3 separate regions of the Mus musculus genome follow, and regions 2 and 3 are each linked to region 1. Evidence: chromatin contacts called from public promoter capture Hi-C data. All regions are on one chromosome and are shown on one strand. The core of a region is the stretch at or near the end of the contact, and the rest is flanking DNA. Distances in the headings are between cores, read along the strand shown. Region 1 overlaps Vps26c (VPS26 endosomal protein sorting factor C). Region 2 overlaps Dyrk1a (dual-specificity tyrosine-(Y)-phosphorylation regulated kinase 1a). Region 3 overlaps Dyrk1a (dual-specificity tyrosine-(Y)-phosphorylation regulated kinase 1a).

Region 1 (3,787 bases), core at 951-3,450:
AAGAGGTGCCTGTCACCACACTACAGAAACTCAGCTCTGAGTTTAGGGTACACACAGACCCATACAGATAGAGAAGTATTTCTCCAGGTTCGGTCACCATGGCACATAGAGGCTACCAGTGTGTAGCAGAGCTAGAGTTATAGTGTTATGTACATATAGTAGTTGCAGCTAGGGTTATAGTGACTCTGAAATTTGTACAAGTGTTTCAGAAAGCCTCTGAGGCCAGGCAGTGCATGGCAGGGTCAGGTTCCCTGCAGAGAGGCAGGTACTGTGTGAAGCTGCAGTTATACCTGGAGTTGGAATGGGAAAGCTCCAGAATGCTGGCGATGCAAGGAGCGAAACTTCTGCCAAGAAAAGCAGCAGGCAAGAAAGCTGATCAAAGACAGTGATTATGTTTACTGCATGCACTAGAACTGGATGGCTGGGACTTCCCAAAGCTACTGGAGCCCAGATGCTGGACATGGTGACGAAAAAATGAGGGCTCTGACCTGCTAGGTTTAGTATTGTGTTGGTTCGGTTTTTCAGGCTTTGGCCCTGTTGTTTCTCCCTTTCTGAATGGGAATGTTTACTCTATGCCTATGCTGAAAGTATGCTATATGTCTTTATAAAGGCTCACAGTTGGGTCTCTGAGAAACTCTAGTCTTTACACCAGTGTTAAACTTGTTAAGATCATGGGACTTTTTAAGTTGAAATGGATGCTATTGTTGTAAAACCATGATGTGTTTTGGTGTCAAACTGTCAGAGTGGACTTGTGGTTAACCTTATTCTCACCTTAACTAAATTTGGAATCTTGTAAGAGACATACCTGTAGGTATATCTTCAGGGGAATGAATTTCTAGAGATGTTTAACAGAGGAGAGAAGGCCTGCCTAGAATGTGGGTGGCACCATCCATGGGGAATAAAAAGAAAAATCAAGACAGCAAACCTGATAACAGCATTTCTCTGAAACCTGGTCTACCCAGATGTGAGCGAGCAGCCTCCTACAGTTATGGCTTTTCCACCACAATGGACATAGGTCCTGAAGTGTGACCCACAATAAGCCTGCCTTCCTTTAAGTTGTTTCCTGTTGGATATTTACTCACATACTACTTACCTGACAACTGTCAAGGCTTTTCCTATAGACTCACGGTATTTCTGCTTGGCTCACAGTTGACTCTGGATGGGGCCTTGCAGCAGGCTCTACTGCCTACACACACCTACTTACGCAGCTTCTTACCCTTTTTTGAGTCATCAAGAAGCTGAATGCTAAGCCAGGCGTGGTGGCGCACGCCTTTAATCCCAGCACTCAGGAGGCAGAGGCAGGCGGATTTCTGAGTTCGAGGCCAGCCTGGACTACAAAGTGAATTCCAGAACAGCCAGGGCTACACAGAGAAACCCTGTCTCGAAAAACCAAAAAAAAAAAAAAAAAGCTGCAGCCTGCGTGCAAGGCGCTTCTTCCCTGTGGCCCAGACCCTTCCTAGACTCCACAGGCCAGGCCTGGACTGCTTACCCACTTTGAAGTTGGTGGTCTCCAGTGTTGGACAGGTGAACAGTCTGGGGAAGACCATGTACAGGGGAACAGAAAGGTTTCTACAAATGTCCCCATCAGCGATTTGAATATTCTGAATCTCTGTGGCATCTCGTGCATAGCCTTCTGCACACCCTGGAGAAAGAGGAAACATCATGGGGTCAGGACACCATGACACCAAAGCAAACTGGTCACCAAACTGCCCAATACTGTGCCAACCAGGATCAACACATTCACCCACTTCTCCAATTTCTTCTTCAGGACTGGGAGTTACCTTCTCTTCTACTTTGCATGTTCTCAAACATCACCACACTGGTTTTACCATGCTTCCAAGATTTAAGGTGCTGGGGACCTAATTAGTATTTCAGTGATTATCTGCAAGTGGGAATTTTGGGGTGAGTAGGCCACAGGGGCCATCAGAATAGCTCTGTTATGATGTGATGTGCCCTGCCATGTTAAGAGTACAGGAAGGGGTGTTTTAGCGGCTGACAGTACAAGTGTAGATACCTAGATACTCTAGAAGTCTTACCACAGGTCTCCACCCGGACCAACTGAAGCTCTATGCTCCGGATAGCAGCATCCGAGTGTTCCACCACCAGCTCTCCTGTCAGGGGCTGCGTGATAGCGCAGTTAGTGGAGTTCAGATGTCCTCTAATGAAGAATTTGGGAAGTGAAGCTCTCTATGGAGAACAGAGACAAAGACATCAGAAACAGAAGGAAAGGGGGCTGTCACTTATTCCAGTTGCACTGGTACAAATAAGAACTGAAAACCAAGTTGAGTAATTGTTCTATAAACCATGGAAACTTCTTTCTAAAACAAGAAGGAATAATAGCCATTTCATCTTTCAGTGGCCACCAGACTGACTCATCAACCACCCTGTACACATATTAGGGACAAACGGACATCACAGCTCACTCCGAATCAGCTCCCAACCTACACTGGCTGACAAAGCTCTCTCAGGCCGAAAGACATGAAATGTAAAAAGCCTCAGGGTTAGAAGGGTGCTTAAGGACAGCCACCCCCTCAACCCCAGGTCACAAAAGAAGAAAAAGAAAAAGGCCGTTTTAAAGTGTTCCCAATTAAGCAAGTTTGAGATGCCAATTATTTTTATTTCAAGGATACCGAAAGAGCAGTTTTCTCAACGCCCGAAGAAAAGCTTTGGGACTATTTCTCTGCAGACAGGAAGTTGGCTCAGGGGAACTGGCCCTAGCACTGGAGGAAAATAGTTGGACAGTCACTTCAGGAGTCTTCATTTCTACTAGGTTGCACTATCCAGAAGAAACAATATAAGCCACAAATTTTAAAATCATTTAGAATTTGTAATTGCCTATGAGTATAATTTAAAAATTTCTGGTAACCACATTAAAACCTGTCTACAGTATATCTAAGACGTTATCAAGCAAGAATAACAGGGAGAAGAGTGCCTGCCTGGCACAGAGAGGAGCTCTCTCTGGCTTTGATTTCTAGCGTGATCAATCAGGCATGGTAGCACACAATACCATCTTACCACTCAAGAAGTGGAGGCAGGAAGATCAGAAGTTCAAAGTCACCTTCAACTAAATACCTGAAGGCCCATCTGGAATACATGAGACCGTCTCAAAGGCTGGTGGAGGATAGTTTTATTAATAAATCTACACCAAAGATCCTCAAATATACACCAAGAACCAATATTTGAAGAAGACAGAAGCAAGGGAAAGAGAACTCTGTACCACACATGGGCCACATCCATATAAGGAGGGACATGTGAGGCATGAGTAAGGGACCTGTGTCTGCAGCAAAAGAGGACCTGGAGGGACACAGGTCTGGAGAAAGCACTTTACAGGGGAATCTGCCCGGCCCTAGGACATGATGGCTACTTCTTTCCAGAACCTTCTGAAAAGGCTCCTTATGATAATGAATGACATCAGCTATGTCTGCAGTGCCCCAAATCTTCCAGACTTGCTTTCAACCCAATTATGAGCATGAACAAAATGCAGAATTGAATACAGAATCCAGGTTTTATCCAGAAAAGAGCTGTAGACAAACAACACTACTTGCTCTGACACAAAATCAATTACAAAAAAACCCCAAAACTGGAGAAGGTGTCTGGTAGTGGAGCAGAGTGAAGGCTGGCTACAGTGGTGGGCTAGGCCAAAATAACAAACTGCCTGATACAGAGGCCCATGGGAGCCAGTAAGAGCCAAGCATCCTTGGTTCTTATGCAGAGGAATCTGCTGGTGCTTCGCGACACTTATACCCTTACTGTCCACTGCCATGGTTCTGTCCACCACCATGTCCAC
Region 2 (3,787 bases), core at 625-3,124, 120 kb after region 1:
CTGCAGCCTCCAGCTGTTTTTTAAATTAATATTCTCAGTTTTACAAATGACTAACAGGTATTGAAGAGCATGTAGCTCAGGTCATGTGATTTGGAACACTCTAAAGCTCTCACTAATGTAAGTCACATAAGCTCTCACTTTCCAGCATTAGGCTTTCCTGGGGTCTCTGGTGGCAGTGTTGTTGCAGGGAGTGCTGTATCGGGTTGGCAGGGAGAGCACTGTCTGGAGCATGAGGTGCAGCGTCTGCTCAGCTGTTTCAGATACACAGAAGGTGAAAAGTCATGGCGGCTCCTTTTCCTGCGTTACAGGCCAGGGCTGTGCTTAGAACCCTTTGCTCCACGTGTGTCTGCAGGGTCTCCAGGAGAGCTGCCATCTTACCAGAGTTCATGCACAAGCCGCTCTCATGGTCTGCTGCATGCACTCTTCAGGGTCTGGTCCTCATTATTTGCCATTTCTTTTCAGGTCTTGTTTTGTGATTTTAGCTTTTATTTTCTAAGCAGAAGCAATGCTGATTGTGTCATGTGCATACACAGTATAAAGTTTTTTATGAAATATAGTATAAAATAAAAATATGAGGGCTGGAGATATGGATCAGTGGTTAAGAGCTCTGACTGCTCTTCCAAAGGTCCTGAGTTCAAATCCCAGCAACCACATGGTGGCTCACAACCATCTGTAATGAGATCTGACGCCCTCTTCTGGTGTGTCTGAAGACAGCTACAGTGTACTTACATATAATAAATAAATCTTTAAAAATATCTGAACACAGACACGTAGTAAGACCTCTACTAAATTTAGAAAAAAGCAGATGTTTACTTTCATTACATGTTTAAAATGACGTTATCTATGTGTGGGTATGCTCTTCTGCCACAGTGTGCCCGTGGACGTCAGAAGATCACGTGCCTTAGCCAGTTCTTCACTACAGTGTGGGTTTTGGGGAAATTCCATTTTACTGGTCCTTATAGCGTTTTATTTTTATTTTAAGGCCAATTTGTAAATGTCTGTCTAGTTAGGTGTCTTCTTTTTTTTGTGATAAAATATGATGACCAAAAGGAGCTTGGGGAGGAATGAGCTTATTTTAGCTTACAGTTTCACATCGTAGTCTATCAATGAAGGAAGTCAGGAACCACCTGAAGCAGAAGCAGTGGTGAAATGTGCTTGCTGCTGTACTTGTTTAGTTTGCTTTCTTAAGCCATCCAGGATGACCTCCCTAGGGGTGGCCCCACCCACAGTGGGCTAGGTCCCCCTCCTTCAGTCAGTAATCAAGACAGTACTCCACAGATTGGTCTTTTAGACCAGTCTTACAGAGGCATTTTCTATATTAGCATCCCCTCTTCTCAGATATGTCTGGTTGTATCAAGTTGACAAATACCGACCAGCCCATTGTACACCTAAGAGAGTGAGGGCCTGGCGAAGTGAGTCCGCTCTTTGAGAAGGCACTGGTGTGATTCCCACCCAGAGCTCCAGTTCTAGTGGATCTGGCACTTCATCTGGCCTTGGTAGGCACCAGACACACATGAATATGCACATACACATACAAAATACTGTGAGGGTTCTACAGAGTTACAGCTTAACATAGGTACTTCCTTTTTCCTCTAAAAGTGGGCAGAAAACACCTAGATGGGTAAAACCTCCAATGCCATAAACGCATCTACGATACTTGGTGGAAAACAGTAGAGAGAAGTGGGTAGGAGCAATGTAGTAACTATCACAGTGGTGTGGTATCAGGGTTTGTGCAGAAGAAAGGAAGCACAGTGGGCTTAATAAGAATCCCAAGAGTTCCAAGTTTACCAGCAAAGACTCCCACAGAAGCATATCATGCGAGTCTGAGAATATCAGAGAAGCCAACAAAGTGTGTATGCGTTTCCTGATTCCCAAAACCAGTTAAAGCTGCCTTTCTGGCCAAAGCAGAGACTATTGTAAATAGACTCCAATTGAGCAGTTGTGGAATCATCTTGGACAAAAGAAAGGAAAATTGGGGAAGATGAAAATACAGGAGATCTTATTTATTTTAATCTATATTTTGACCTCCTTCCTGAGAACAGGAGAGAGAGAGAATGCTTCCTGAGGACAGAATCCCAGCCTCCCGGGAGTGTTTTACGTCTGCTGTGTGGAGGTCAGAGGACAGCGGTCAGGAGTAGGTTCTCTACTGCCACCTTGTGGGATGCAGGGATCAAACTCAGATGGTTTGCACTCACTGAGCCATCTCGCTGTTCCCTCATAGCAGTACATTTTATATAACGCTGTATAGATTTACCGTTTTCGCAAAGATTATCAGACAAGTATGCAGATTCCTCACTGGTGTAGAGGTCAGCGTCGGCACTGCCACCTTTGTTGCTGCTGCTTTTGTTGTTGTTGTTGTTGTTATTGTTATTTTGACGTAGGTTTTTGATTGCATCCAAGCTCAGGATGGCTTGGAACCCCAAATCTTCAGCCTTGGTATGTGAAGTGCTGGATTTATCGATGCTAGCTGTCATGCTGACTGCAGAGATGCTTAGTGCTTAAGAGCACATAATGAATTGGCTGCAGCCCACAACACCCACACGACAGCTCACAATCACTTTAACTGTAATTCCAGAACCTACATGGACATCAGGCACATACATGGTATACATACATACATACATACATGCAGACAAAACACTCATATATATAAAATAAAATAAAAATAATCTTTAAAACCGTTTAAAAAGGAAAAACTGAATAACAGAGCATTACGTAGATAGTTAAAAAAAACACAGCAGAAAAAAATGCCTGCTGACCTGATGTCTTAGAGAAAGCCCAGAGAATCTGTAGGATTGATGGAGGAAAGAAAAGAGGGAAAACCCCCACCTAGGTGCTGGAGGTTTAGGTGAGTTGACAGAGTGACTGCTCATTGTGAGTGAGGCTGCGCTGCGCTGTGCCCAGCAGGCCAGCCGAGCTGTGCTGGAGCACTTGGAGGAGCAGGCAAGAAGAGCAGAGGGCCAGAAGCCTGTCATCCTCAGCCAACCTGGGATGCACGGTACCCTGTGTCAGGGAAACAGATGAAAAAGTCCCTGCCTCGAATAAATAAATGGTGCAAAAAAGAGGTTTGAACTTTAGAATGAAAATTTCTTTAGATAAGCAGGTAGTTAATTGCATGCAGAAAAATGTTACAACTCAACAAAACTAAATTTCAAAGTATATACCCTAAACATTCCAGAGAAAGTAATAGTTACTGAAGAAAGGCAGAGAAGTTTCATCATACAGCAACAAGAATAATGCAAGGATATTTCCTGAAGTGGAACAGTTTTGCCTGTGTATCAGGGGGTATAGTGGCTATTCCTGGTTGTCAACTTGAGTACATCCAGAATGAACTGCAATCCAGAATTGGAAGGCTCACCTGTGATCCTGATCTTGAGGCTGGGAGATAGAAGCTTCTGACCTGGATCTTGGCACGGAGATCTTGAGGCACAGTGGCTATGAATCCCAGAAGACTAAGGCAAGGAGATCTCTGAGTTCAAGGTCATCTGGGACAAAGCAAGTCACAGATCCAGGCATGGTGGTACACACCTTTAACCTGGGCCACACCTTTTGCTGGAGACCTACATGAGGTCATTGGAAGAAGGAAGATTCACTCAAGAATTCTTCTGCTTGCATTTACTTGCCAGCACATCTGTTGGAATCTACCAGCTGAAACAAGTAGCCTTGAGGGACTGAGTAACTGGTAGACGATTGGACTTCCTATCCACAGCTGCCCATTATTCGTTGGACTACAGACTAAGCAGAATTACCGTAATCAGAGAAACTCTGCGAGGACTAAGAGAACAGC
Region 3 (3,787 bases), core at 837-3,336, 100 kb after region 1:
CATCTAATGAACCATCTTGTCAGCCCTAAAATATGTTTTAGAAAAGATAGTTGCTACTTAAAGGAAATTATTCCCATGCTTTATCTGAGTGCTAGCTGTTTATATAGAGGGATAATCAGAACAATTAGTCTCTACAGAGGCACTAGGTTTTGTGCTGTTTGTATTGGACTGAGTTACAGGACTAAGACACAGCAGACTCGACTCACTCATTGTGTATTAAAAGGGACCAACTTACTTGTGTCTGCAGAGCAAACCCATGTAGATGGCTTTGGAGATGAGTGGGTTAATAACTATGGCGTCCACGTTGTTCTAGTCAGTCAGCAGTGGTTGCTGAGGCTGAACTTCTGGGAGGTGAGGTGCACAGGACCTTTGTGCTGTCAGTGCCTTAGATGCTGTGCGTACAATTAGCTCAGATAAAGGTTGTAGGTCACTGTATCTGTGCGGTGCACTGTCTTTAGGAATGTGGTGGACACCCTGAGGGGAAAGTGCTAGTGTGTGTGTGCTTGAGTGGTTGTGGCAGGAAGGAGTGGACAAGGAAGATTTATGAAATAGTCAGCAAAAAAGAGGTGTTTATGGGAAGGATGGTTGGATGTTGGTCCATTTAACTTAGTTGTAGTAGAAGATAAGACTGAAAAAGGAAAAGGTAAAAGTAATTAAACTGAAGCACACAGTTCATTCTTGAAGGACAGTGCTGTGAATTGTTGTGAACTGTGCAGTTGAGTTTAACAATAAAATGCTTGGTGGCGACCAGAAGAGCTTAGATTTGATTCAAAGCAAAGCCAAACCACAAACACCAGAGGAGTTAGGTGTGTGCCCTTTTTGATCTACAGTTTTCCTCTTTAGGTCATACGACTGTAAGAACATAATTATTTCATGGTATTTAACATAGAGTATATGTACCACAATCTGCCATAATTTCTTTGTGGTAAGCACTTATATTCTAAATTTTTATTTTGATTGGTGAGGTTTTGCATATAAAGTGCATATTTTCTATGGTGAAATGAGTTTCTAAAAGTAAATTGAGCCAGGCAGTGGTGGTCCCAGAGTTTAAGAACAGCTGGGGTTACACAGAGAAAACCTGTCTTGAAAAGTAATAAACAGATAAGCAAAAGGAGTAGATTGCAGTTAGAACACAGGTGGGCTAGGGAATGGCTCAGTTGGCCAAGTGCTTGTCACCGTGTGAGCAGGAATACCTGAGGTTGTCTGTCCTTCTGCACCTGTTTAAAATCTGAGTCTGACAAGTGCACACTTGTGATAGCAGTGCTGGGGAGGTGGAGACAGAAGGAGCCATCTAGCTGAATTAGTTAGCTCCAGAGAGAGAGTGGGGTAGGGGAGGGAGGGAGGAGGTGGGGGAGGGGAGGTCCTTTCTCAAAAAGTAAAGAGGAGGCTGACCCAAGTCTGATCCCCAGTATACATTCACATCAATACACACGTGCATAAATACAAATAAACCTAAAGAGAGTGTGACACATTTGCATGCAACTGCACATGCCCTGGTGCGGTACACACATGCACTGGCGCACACATGCACTGGCGCACACATACACCATGCACACAGAGAACAAAAGTGGGTCAGTGCTGCACCCAAGGACTCCAGTGAAGTTCTTTTTTCACTTACTTGTGTACACTCTGTGCACTTTAGGGATCATAAGTTAGAACAAAACATGAGATTTGAGCAGAGAATTAACTGAGATTTAACAAGAATGATGGCGGTATTAATGTTCACTTGGAGATGAAGCTGAAGAATAGTCTGTCTCTAAAGAGGTTTGGTTGGCTGGGCATAGCTTAAAAAAAAAAAACCCAAACAAGAAATGCAGGCAGCTTGAATTTAAATTGGTGCAGAGGAGTTGGGGAGGTGATTTATGACTCAGGCTTGGGGGTTGGTAGGATAGTTTGTCATGAATTATTCTCTGAAATGGGTAAATTCCTAGTGCCTGTAGGATATTTGTCTGCTAAGGAGAGGGAGTGATGGTTATGACATCACGGAAAGCCCTTCCCCCACTTCCTCCGTCCTTCCTGCCTGCCTCATGTGTTTTTTGTCAGCTGGTTTCGTGTGGAGCCTGGAGAACAGTCACCCTGTGCTGAAGGACATCTCAGAACAAGGAAGCAAACACCACTTTACAAGGAGAGGGCGTCACGCTGGGGAGCAGTGTCTGTGTTGCAGGACTGAACCAGCTCGCTCAAGTTTGAATATTTAGATTAATTGAAGCTGGAGGAATTTGAAGCATGGACTTGTGATATTCAACTAGTGCGTGCGTGTGTGTGTGTGTGTGTGTGTGTGTGTGTATTGTGACAGTACCAGCTCATTCCCACAATTTTCCCATTGATAGTAAAATTACAGGTAAAAGCATTTAAAGTATAAGATTTTGTTTTGTCAGAAAAATTCAAAAAAGTTTTTTGAAAACTGAGAGGACAAAGACAATTTTATGCCATCCTCTCTTTGGAGGCAACTGTGTTTGTGTATATTATGCTGGTTCCTGTATAGCAAAATTCAAGTCCCACTACCTCCCCAACCCCCCAGCAGAACAGCATTTTGATTGTTATTCCACTGTTCCAGTCTGTTCACAGAATGGCAGTGGGAGACCAAGTAGTACTTTGCACATTGCAGATGTCATTTTGCTGAGTTATACAACAGTCACTGGAACCTACTGATAGATAATGCTTAATCAGGCCAGAAGGTAGTGTGTCTGTAACTGCATGCAGAGGAGATTCGAACACCAGCACAGGAGCTAATATATTCTTACCCATGAGGTGTGATGTCTGTCAGCTGTAGAAGGTTAAATCTGTATTGGAGATCATTTGTTGCTGAAGATACATGTAGTATCATGCTTGACAACCGGGGAAAACAGGATGGGTTAGAGTTAGGCTTAGTGGCATATTCTTGTAATCAGAACACTTGGGAGGCTGAGACGGGAGAACTGCCACAAGTTTGGGCTAGCCTGTGTTACACAGTGTATTTGAGGTCAGCAGCTCCTTGTCTCCCAAACCAAACACACACACCGAGAAAGTAGAGAAGTAGTCAGTGGCTGGTGAGGTGGTGCGATCACTGCAGTGCTGGGAACAGAGGTGCAGACTTCTCACATGGAATGTGGACACAGTGAGCTGGGGGAGTGGGAAGGACTCGCCCAGCAGCTTGCAGACTGATACTAAGTAAAAAGTTAAGCAGGAAACAGAATCCAAGTCCTCCTTTTGGCAGGGAGTCTTACAGTGAATGAATGGAGGGAGGGGAGAGTTCAGGGAAGCTCCCACCCTTGTTCAGACTAAAAGTGGAGGAGAGGCAGAATAGCGAGGGGCTCAGGGACACAGTAGTAGGTATTACAAAAGCACACACACAGAAAGTTCTTTAATCATGTTTAAGGCAGTGGGGCAGTTAGTTAGATCTGCAGCCTCTGCTCCAGGAGTCCCAGGACTAAGCTGTTAAGTGAGTGATGACCAGGAGTAGAGAGATGAGCTCCAGGCAGCATCACACTGGAAATGAGTGGCCAGTAATCCAAAGTTTGTCTTTGGCCCACTACAAAGAGCTTTAGATTTGAATAGAGGGGGGGCTGGGGCAGTAGGTAGGAGGTGTGCATATTTAAGTGGTCTTGGTGGAAGAGTGACTCACTTGATAATTACCTCATCTGCTATAGAAGGTTGTCCATCCTCAGGGGTGAGTTCGCTCTCCTGGGGATGGAGGGTTGGGATGCTGCACTTTTCTTGGGATCCAGGATAACACAATCGGAAGCATTCCCTATATTCCTCAGTTGCTCTTGCCTCTTCCTCCCCCTTTGAAGGAATGAGATAGGTG

What was found. Capture Hi-C pulls out chosen DNA fragments and counts their contacts.
Region 2: a contact with region 1 is called in a promoter capture Hi-C map of adipose tissue. The contact joins two enhancer-like sites. A contact is called at or near these places in 1 of 15 datasets of contacts at CTCF or cohesin (large pre-B cells), 33 of 484 Hi-C or Micro-C datasets (the AML12 cell line, B cells, CD8 T cells and 20 more), 7 of 115 datasets of contacts at active chromatin or transcription factors (the HPC-7 cell line, bone marrow-derived dendritic cells, double positive thymocytes and 3 more) and 4 of 9 other capture datasets (adipose tissue, embryonic stem cells, liver and 1 more).
Region 3: a contact with region 1 is called in a promoter capture Hi-C map of adipose tissue. The contact joins two enhancer-like sites. A contact is called at or near these places in 3 of 484 Hi-C or Micro-C datasets (the G1E-ER4 cell line, embryonic stem cells and nephron progenitors), 4 of 115 datasets of contacts at active chromatin or transcription factors (the HPC-7 cell line, bone marrow-derived macrophages, embryonic stem cells and 1 more) and 4 of 9 other capture datasets (adipose tissue, embryonic stem cells, liver and 1 more).

Annotation. Positions count from the first base shown.
Region 1 is chr16:94,500,046-94,503,832 of GRCm38.p6, forward strand. It overlaps Vps26c (VPS26 endosomal protein sorting factor C), which reads right to left. Exons shown (of 8, transcript NM_007834.3): 6 at 2,037-2,187; 7 at 1,490-1,642. All of the region lies in intron 3 of Gm31323 (a long non-coding RNA gene), which reads left to right. Among named protein-coding and RNA genes, the nearest start is that of Vps26c, 25 kb to the right of the region's middle. Within about 2 kb of position 2,201, at least 23 of the 459 cell types and tissues checked have an H3K27ac peak or open chromatin away from gene starts, as enhancers often do. A contact at or near this core is called in adipose tissue and bone marrow-derived macrophages, where this site is marked.
Region 2 is chr16:94,616,562-94,620,348 of GRCm38.p6, forward strand. All of the region lies in intron 2 of Dyrk1a (dual-specificity tyrosine-(Y)-phosphorylation regulated kinase 1a), which reads left to right. Among named protein-coding and RNA genes, the nearest start is that of Dyrk1a, 48 kb to the left of the region's middle. Within about 2 kb of position 1,875, at least 35 of the 459 cell types and tissues checked have an H3K27ac peak or open chromatin away from gene starts, as enhancers often do. A contact at or near this core is called in adipose tissue and bone marrow-derived macrophages, where this site is marked.
Region 3 is chr16:94,599,770-94,603,556 of GRCm38.p6, forward strand. All of the region lies in intron 1 of Dyrk1a (dual-specificity tyrosine-(Y)-phosphorylation regulated kinase 1a), which reads left to right. Among named protein-coding and RNA genes, the nearest start is that of Dyrk1a, 31 kb to the left of the region's middle. Within about 2 kb of position 2,087, at least 152 of the 459 cell types and tissues checked have an H3K27ac peak or open chromatin away from gene starts, as enhancers often do. A contact at or near this core is called in adipose tissue and bone marrow-derived macrophages, where this site is marked.